Regions from separate parts of the Sus scrofa genome. Here regions 1 and 3 are each linked to region 2. A link is a contact called in public HiChIP or PLAC-seq data. All regions are on one chromosome and are shown on one strand. The core of a region is the stretch at or near the end of the contact, and the rest is flanking DNA. Distances in the headings are between cores, read along the strand shown. Region 1 overlaps SNTB1 (beta-1-syntrophin). Region 2 overlaps DEPTOR (DEP domain-containing mTOR-interacting protein). Region 3 has its middle 100 kb from the start of SNTB1.

What was found. HiChIP or PLAC-seq counts read pairs in DNA pulled down with a chosen protein or histone mark.
Region 1: a contact with region 2 is called in an H3K27ac HiChIP or PLAC-seq map of skeletal muscle, with 2.3 times the contacts expected there. The contact joins two enhancer-like sites. A contact is called at or near these places in 2 of 2 datasets of contacts at active chromatin or transcription factors (alveolar macrophages and skeletal muscle).
Region 3: an H3K27ac HiChIP or PLAC-seq map of skeletal muscle shows a contact between it and region 2. The contact joins two enhancer-like sites. A contact is called at or near these places in 8 of 47 Hi-C or Micro-C datasets (embryonic fibroblasts, fetal skeletal muscle, heart right ventricle and 4 more) and 1 of 2 datasets of contacts at active chromatin or transcription factors (skeletal muscle).

What each region holds. Positions count from the first base shown.
Region 1 is chr4:18,484,400-18,487,099 of Sscrofa11.1, reverse strand. The region is part of intron 4 of SNTB1 (beta-1-syntrophin); the gene reads right to left. Among named protein-coding and RNA genes, the nearest start is that of MTBP, 120 kb to the left of the region's middle. Within about 2 kb of position 1,424, at least 1 of the 83 cell types and tissues checked has an H3K27ac peak or open chromatin away from gene starts, as enhancers often do. A contact at or near this core is called in skeletal muscle, where this site is marked.
Region 2 is chr4:19,144,982-19,147,681 of Sscrofa11.1, reverse strand. It overlaps DEPTOR (DEP domain-containing mTOR-interacting protein), which reads left to right. Exons shown (of 12, transcript XM_021090558.1): 4 at 787-1,248. The coding sequence starts at 1,127. Among named protein-coding and RNA genes, the nearest start is that of DSCC1, 15 kb to the left of the region's middle. Within about 2 kb of position 1,436, at least 70 of the 83 cell types and tissues checked have an H3K27ac peak or open chromatin away from gene starts, as enhancers often do. A contact at or near this core is called in fetal skeletal muscle and skeletal muscle, where this site is marked.
Region 3 is chr4:18,187,558-18,190,257 of Sscrofa11.1, reverse strand. No RefSeq gene overlaps it. Among named protein-coding and RNA genes, the nearest start is that of SNTB1, 100 kb to the left of the region's middle. Within about 2 kb of position 1,302, at least 4 of the 83 cell types and tissues checked have an H3K27ac peak or open chromatin away from gene starts, as enhancers often do. A contact at or near this core is called in fetal skeletal muscle and skeletal muscle, where this site is marked.

The sequences.
Region 1 (2,700 bases), core at 175-2,674, 660 kb after region 2:
TGGGCTGTGACACCACAAGCTGGCGGCAGAGCATGGGGTCCCGTGGTGGTTCTGTGTAACAGTGCAGCGGGCTCTTTCTCTGGGGCCGTCCCTTTGCCCCTCTTGATCCCACCTCCTGGCACATGAGGCTTCACTCAAGGCAGACACCAGTTTAAACCAAGTTCCTAAACTCCCTTCCTAATAATCAAAGCTCTTGACTCTCCAAGTCTCACATTTGATTAAAGGAATTCAAGACTTAGGTGTAAATGACTCATAACCCATAATAAGTTGTTCCACTAAAGGGATATTTCTATTTATAACAAGTAGCTGAGACAAAATTAGTCTGTTATGTTTACTCTCCACTGCACAGTTAAGGGGCTAGTAAATGAAACATAGTTTATTTTCTAAAGGCCATGAAATATTCCGTTATAAGTTTAATTTGCTTATTTGTGTTATTTTAGTAAAGCCATTTTTTCATGGGTGCTATTCACCCCAATACAAATGTTTGCAAATTCTAAGATAGTTAAGTCCAATTTAACGTACTGTGTAATTTTAAATCAAATACATATCATATGTTTAGGGACATATAACAGATGAGTACAGTAGGCTATGAAATAGCATTTAGATATTTGTAGCTACCCAATTTTTCTAGATATTAGAACCACTAGAAAGTTAAGTGGCTTCTGACCCTTCCAGCTCATGGCCTAAAAAAATACTATATTCAAAACACACCCTCTCAGCAATGTTATAGTGACTACATTACTGATAAACAAAGAGTCACAAATTTAGGGACCACAGAGGACCAGATCTAAGAAAAAACAAACTACCATATGACATCACTTATATGCGGAATCTAAAATATGGCACAAATGAACCTATCTACAGAACAGAAACAAACTCATGGACACAGAGAACAGACTTGTAGTTGCCAAGGGGAGGGGAGTGAGTGGGAAGGACTAGGAGCTTGGGGTTGGTAGATGCAAACTATTGCATTTAGAATGGATAAGCAATGAGATCCTGTTGGATAGTACAGGGAACTATATCCCATCACTTGTGATGGAACATGATGGAGGCTATTTTGAGAAAAAGAATGTATATTTATGTATCATTGTGTCACTTTGCTGTACAGCAAAAAATTGACAGAACATTGTAAATCAACTATAATAAAAATTTTTTTAAAAAGAAAAGGAAAGAAGAAATTAACCACATCCCACTTATAAGGTGGCTTCTTTTCAGCATTGGCTTATCATTACCAGGAAAGACTGTGGGCACAGCATTGTCCAACTTCTGACTTTTCAAAAGAAGCCATAATTCTGTCTTTGCATGTGAATTCTCCCTCTTTTTAAAAGTTTGTGTGTTAGTTTCCTACTCTTGTTCTAAGAAACGACAACAAACATAGTGATATGTATCACCTTACAGTTCAGGAAGTCAGAAGTCCTAACTGGTGCTGGTGCTGGCCAGGCTGCTTCCTTCTGGAAGCTTAAGGGGAAAGTCCATTTCCTTGCTTTTCTAGCTTCTAGATGCTGCTGCCTACATTCTTTGGCTCAGGACCCACATCACATTGCTCCTGTTTCTGTTACCTCATCTCTCCTCTTTTTTTTTGGGGGGGGGGTGTCTTTTTTTTAGGATCGTAACCACTGCATGTGGAGGTTCCCAGGCTAGGGGTCGCATCGGAATTACAGCTGCCGGCCTGCACCACAGCCACAGCAACACGAGATCTGAGCTGCATCTGTGACCTATACCACAGCTCATGGCAATGCCAGATCCTTAACCCACTGAGTTAGGCCAGAGATCGAACCTGCATCCTCACAGATACTAGTTAGATTTGTTCCCAGTGAGCCACGATGGGAACTCTGCTCATCTTTCCTCTTGATTCTAACCCTCCTGCTTCCCTCTTACAAGGACCCATGTAAGACAACTGGGGTCGCCTGGATAACCCAGGGCAATCTCAACCATCTCAAGATCATTAATTCATCTGCAAAGCTTCTTTTCCATCTAAGGCAGCATCTGCACAGGCTCTGAGAATTAGGCTGTGGACATCTTTGGGGGACCATTATTCTTCCTACCTCAGATGGCAACTCATTCAAGTTAGGAAAATAACGTATGGAGTGAAGTGTTAGAAAGGTTGGCATTTTTTCAAAAATCTCCAGCATGTTCTCTCCAGCCCTCTCCTTGCAAAATGGGTATGGAGGAAACAAGGTGGCCAAAATATGGACAATTATTAAAACTGGGTTATGAGCACCTGGAGGTTCATTATTATTTTTCTTCTATATAAATTTTTAAAAACTATGTAGTAAAAAATTAAAAGAAGAGTTTCCTGGTAGCTTAGCAGGTTAAAGATGGGGTATTGGGAGTTCCTGTTGTGGCTCAGTGGTTAACGAATCCTACTAGGAACCATGAGTTTGCGGGTTCGGTCCCTGCCCTTGCTCAGTGGGTTAACGATCCGGCGTTGCCGTGAGCTGTGGTGTAGGTTGCAGATGCGGCTCGGATCCCAAGTTGCTGTGGCTCTGGCATAGGCTGGCAGCTACAGCTCCAATTCGACCCCTAGCCTGGGAACCTCCATGTGCCGCGGGAGCGGCCCAAGAAATAGCAAAAAGACAAAAAAAAAAAAAGATGGGGTATTGTCACTGCAGTGGCTTGGGTCACTGCTGTGGTGCAGGATTGATCCCTGGCCTGGGAACTTGCGCGTGCCAAGGGCACGGCCAAAAAATAAAATAAAAT
Region 2 (2,700 bases), core at 187-2,686:
TTAACTAACATAAGGTTGCAAACCTAGTACGTGACAGAATCAGGAAAGACACTGCATGTTTGAGCTTGAAGCCCATGCAAACTCTTGATAATGTTTTAATGATTATAGAATTAAAACATGGAGTTCTCTGGTGGCTCAGCAGGTGAAAGATCCAGTGTGGCTTGTTGCTCCCCTGGCCCAGGAACTTCTGAAAGACATGGCTAAAACAACAACAACAAAACAATAGAGTTAAAACATGAGAAACACCCAGCTGTTTGTTAATCTCATTAACTCTGAGTGAGACCACTATTTTGGTTAAATGATTTTCCTACTTCATGCAGAATGAGGCTCAGGTTATCCCACCTCTCCTCACCTGCTTCCCCATGTAAAACACAGACAATACCCATCTCAGGATTTGTTCCAATTACAGACAATAACAACTACCTGAAGCATCTCTAATGCAGCAGATGTCAACAAGCCACAATTATTTTTATTCTGTAAAGGAAGAAACTGAGAATTGAGGACATTTAGTTAGGAAATTATAGGTGTGGAGCTGGAGCTCAGGTCTGTCTGATTCCCAGCCAGAGTTCTTTATTGATTACATCATGAGGTAAGCAAGCGACTTTGGTAAGGAGGTTAGACCAAAAAAGACTGATTACTTTCTTCAAGCCCTGCATTGACATGTACATCCTTCATTGTTCGCTATTTAGCTATATTTATTACTTTCACTCTCTGGCAATTTGGGGCGTGGACATAATAATGGAAATGCCTCCACAGTCGTCTAATAACCTCCCTGCCTGTCCCCAGGATCGAGCTGTGTGGGTAGAAGAAAGGGCACTCAGGACTTCGACCTCAACCAGCATGATTAGCTCCGAACCGACGCCCCGCCCAGATGTTGATGTTTTCCTCCTTCGGTCCCGCCCCCGACCACGCGGGACTCCAGCCACGCCCCCCAGCTGGAGTTTCAGGGGCGGACTCGCCGAGTGGCTCAGCCTACCCACAGGGATTCCCTCTCTAGCCAATCGCGTCCCAGCTACGGGACTGCCCCTAACAAAGATGGCGGGGAAGGCTTCACTGAGGGCAGACTGATTTAACGCCTGAACCCACCACGGACAGCAAAGACAGTGGTAGCGGCGCAGCCCGGACCATGGAGGAGGGCAGCAGCGCTGGCAGCGGCGGCAGCGACGGCAGCACTAGCGGGAGTGGCGGAGCGCAGCAAAGGGAGCTGGAGCGCATGGCTGAGGTCCTTGTCACCGGGGAGCAGCTACGGTAAGACGAAGGACTGTGCCGGGGGGCTCGCCGTGGCACTGCTCGCCAGTGTCTGCAGAAGTCCCGCGCGCACGCGCGCCGTGGCTAGTGACTGGCAACTCGCTTGGGGCTCCGGGACGCCTAAGGGCGCGTGGACCCTCGGCGCCGCCCCCGGCTTAGCTGCTGCAGCCCAGCGCCCTTTGGACTCTGGACTGGAGCGGAGCTCCCGAGACGGATGCATGCGAGCGCATGGTGCTAGCTGCGTCCTCGCCCAGTGGCTGCAGCCCTGCGTCCAGCAGACGCGCTGCTTCCGACCGCGCGCGTCCCCTCTACCGGGGCACCCGGCGCTGCCAGGCCTCCTGGCTGACAGCCCTCTCCTAGTCCGTCCACAGAGCGAATGGGGCCGGCGGGGAGCCTCCAGCCGGCTTCAACCCCAGCCTCTTACTTCTAGATTAAAAGGAGCCAGCCCAAAGGTCGCCTTCACTTAAGGTTCTCTTTTTGCTTGCAAGTCTTGCTTCAGTCCCCTGAGCCTCAGTGTTTTCATCTGTAAAATGGGATTGATCACAGCAGCTTCCTTGTAAGGTTGTTGTAAGGACTAAACTGAGAACATTTCTCTAACAGGGTACCTGTCGCTTAATTAGTAGATTCTTGTCAATGGTCGTTTGGGTCCGCAAGGGGGCGTGGAGGTACCCTGACCCGCTGCCCTGCTGCAGTGCCAACTCCCCCGCGCGTACATTTTGGGTGGCAGAGCCCATCAGGCCCCCGGCTGCTTCGAGAATCGGTACTTGACAAGTCTCAAGATGCTCGGGACAGGCAGTGACCCCCAGATTCAGATCCCCGCATCACTCCTATGCAATCTTGGTCCTTCTCTGTTCACATATGAGAATCGTACTTATGGTCTGACCGGTTCCGCAGCTGCCTGTCTTGTGGTCATAAATCAGTTTGCCAGGGGAAAAAAAAAACCCTTGTCTCTCCAGCCTTTGAGCTACAACTTGCATGCCGGCCCCTGGCCCCATCACAAGGGCGTGAGTTCCTGTTTCTTCTACTTTTTGGTCTGAATCTCCAGGCTCAATTTGCTTTCTAAAATGCTGTGTTTCGGGACCAAAAGGAGAGGGAATCTTGCAAAGATCCCTAAAGGTTTAATAATCACCCTGCTTGCTGCCCTTAGATCGAAAAAGTAAATATTGGAGGTCTGAAGTGAGTGTAATCTTATAAAAGGCAAACTGCACATTTCTATTCCTTGATGATTTTTTAATGTATAGTCAACATTCAAGGGAATAAAAGCTTGTTTTCCATCAAGATATTTCCTAACTGAAAAAAAGTCAAAATAAAGCTTTTCTGATTCAGTTTGAAACACTTTAATAATTTAGTTACTCCTCAATCGGGTCCTTTTCACTTCCTTCAAAATAATAACTTGCATGGTGCCTCTCTTTGTGCAGAAAGCACTTCCTCCTTGGAAATGCTTAAATGCCC
Region 3 (2,700 bases), core at 53-2,552, 960 kb after region 2:
TGTCTATGGTGACAGATGAAAACTAGACTTACCGTGGCGATCATTTTGTAATCTATAAAAATGTCGAATCACCATGTTGTATACCTGAAACTAATATAATATCATAAGTCAATTATAATTCAATAATAAAAAAGACGTTTTCTTCAGAGTGGGGAGAAATAGCTAAAAATCCAAGAGTTTTGAAGTTAGACAAATCTGGGTTTGAATCCTCATGCTTCACTTGCTAGTTTGTCTCCTAGGACAAGTCATGTTGCCTCAATAAGCTTCAGTTACCTCATCAATAGCATGGGGTTAAGAGTACCTACCCTGGAGTTCCTGTTGTGGCTCAGTGGAGTAAGAACATGACATAATGTCAGTGAGGATATGGGTTTGATCCCTGGCCTTGCTCAGTGGGTTAAGGACTCGGCATTGTTGCAAAGCTGTGGCGTAGATTGCAGATGGTGACTCAGATCCTGTGTTGCTGTGGCTGTGGTGTAGGCCTGCAGCTGCAGCTCTGATTTGAGAAAGAGTCTCTCCCCTATAGGACTGTTATAATTACTGGAATAAAGGGACATCTAGCAAGAGACTTTAAAAGGATTGCATTTCATCAGTTTGAGTCCCTTTAGGAAACAGATGATTCATTCAAATTGTGAAAGTATAGTAGCATGACTATTAAAAACATATATAGACAAGGTATAGTAAAACTACAAAAGGTACTTTAATATTCTGGAGCTAGCAGCTGCAGGCCTGAGGGTCTGGATAAAAGCAGTGTTTCCTAGACTTGGAGACAGAGTTGCATGCTGAGACCTCCATGGAGAGATGTGGCCAGACCTTGGCAACCACTGGGGGATTGAGAAATGAATAATGCAGGTTCCCTCCCTCACTCTCTCTTTTCTTCCTTCCAGTTCCTTCAGAGTCCTTTCAGTTGGCCAAACCCAACATGAAGCTATTTGGTAAGAGTGTCCATTAAGGTCACAGGAAGGGCTCAAGGAGGCAGAGCAGAGAATGATGGACAGTGGATCTGGGGGCGAATGGAACATACCCATCATGTTCCGTAAGTGTTATTCCCCTTCTTTTTTTCTTTCCGAGAGTGTGGACAAAAGAAGAATAAGCATGCAGTAGTGCTGTTACTAGTCTCTGAAAGACTGTGCCTTATATGTGAGTTCTATAGATTATGATGCATCACAGACATAGATCTGGAGTTGGAAACAAGCACCTACCAATCTTTATTTAAAGGCCAACGGGAGAAAAACAGATGGTCTAGTGGCTGACTCTCTGAGTGAGTGATGCAGAGAACTTGCTATGCTGGTCAGACATAAACAGGAGCTCCTGTTTCAATAGTGGCTTTTCAAGTTTACCTCTTGGCATGAAGCTCACTTTGGCAGAGGGTATCATATAAACAGGGCACATGCCCAAGCATGTAGGCCAGTCACTACTAGTTAGACCCATCTTCACCCCTGGCCCATGACCCACAGCTAGCTGAGAAAGGCAGGGCATCCTTTCAGAGAATGTCCTATGGACTGCTGAGATCCTTTCAAAATTTGTAAATGACTTGAAGGCCACCTTGGGAAAAGAATGCTTTGTCATTACCGGTGGGACAAATCTTTGATTCATTCCACTTGTAAAGCTTCTGACCTTTGAATAAACAACTCCTATAAATCAATCAGTCAATCAATCCATCAATCTCTCCAGCTGAATGGTAGCCCTCCATTGTCTTAATCCTCAGAACCTGTAAATGTTACCTTATTAAGAAAAAGGGTGTTTGTGAATGTAACTCAGGTAAAGGATAGTGAGATGAAGAGATCATTCTGGATTATCTGGATGGGCCCTAAATCCAATGCCAATTGTCTTTATACAGAGGACAAATACAATGAGGAGAAGCCTATATGATGATGGAGAAAGAGATGGGTGGGATGTGGCCAAAAGCCAAGAAAGCCAACAAACACTGGAAACTGGAAGAGGCATGGACTAGATTCCCTCTTAGAGCCTTTGTAGGGAGTGTGGCCCTGGTTGTAGACTTCTGGCCTCTAGAATTGTGACGGAATAAATTTCCATCCTTGCAAGCCAGCAAATTTGTGGGATTTGTTACAGTGGCCCTGGAAACTAATGCACTTCCTATGAAACCATCTGTGCTGACACCTTGACTGCTAAGCAAATCCAGTCTTAGCAGCTTGAAGAATGATAGAAATAGCGCAGAGAACGAACATCCTCAAACATATTTTTCGGAAGTTTGTGAGAAGCCATCTCATATCCTAGGAAGTCGTGCTATCTAATTTACACCTTAAGTGTAATAAAACATCACTAAGTTGTAAGAGAGGCAGAAGGAAGAGCATTGGAGGAAGGAATCACGTGTCCAAGATTCTAGTACTGGCTTTCCTATCCACTGGCTATTGACCTTGGGAAAGTCATTCAAGGGCTCCAAGCCTAGATGTGCTTATCTCTAAAATACTTGTCCCAGCCACTTTACAATATTGGCAAGAAGATTAAATTGCACAAGGTGCTTTGAAATAGTAAAGTGCTATCCACGGTGCTCCCGTCGTGGTGCAGGGAAAACGAATCTGACTAGGAATCATGAGGTTGCAGGTTCGATCCCTGGCCTCGCTCAGTGAGTTAAGGATCTAACTTTGCTGTGAGCTGTGGTATAGGTCGAAGACGCGGCTTGGATCCTGCATTGCTGTGGCTGTGCCATAGGCTGGCAGCTATAGCTCTGGTTAGACCCCT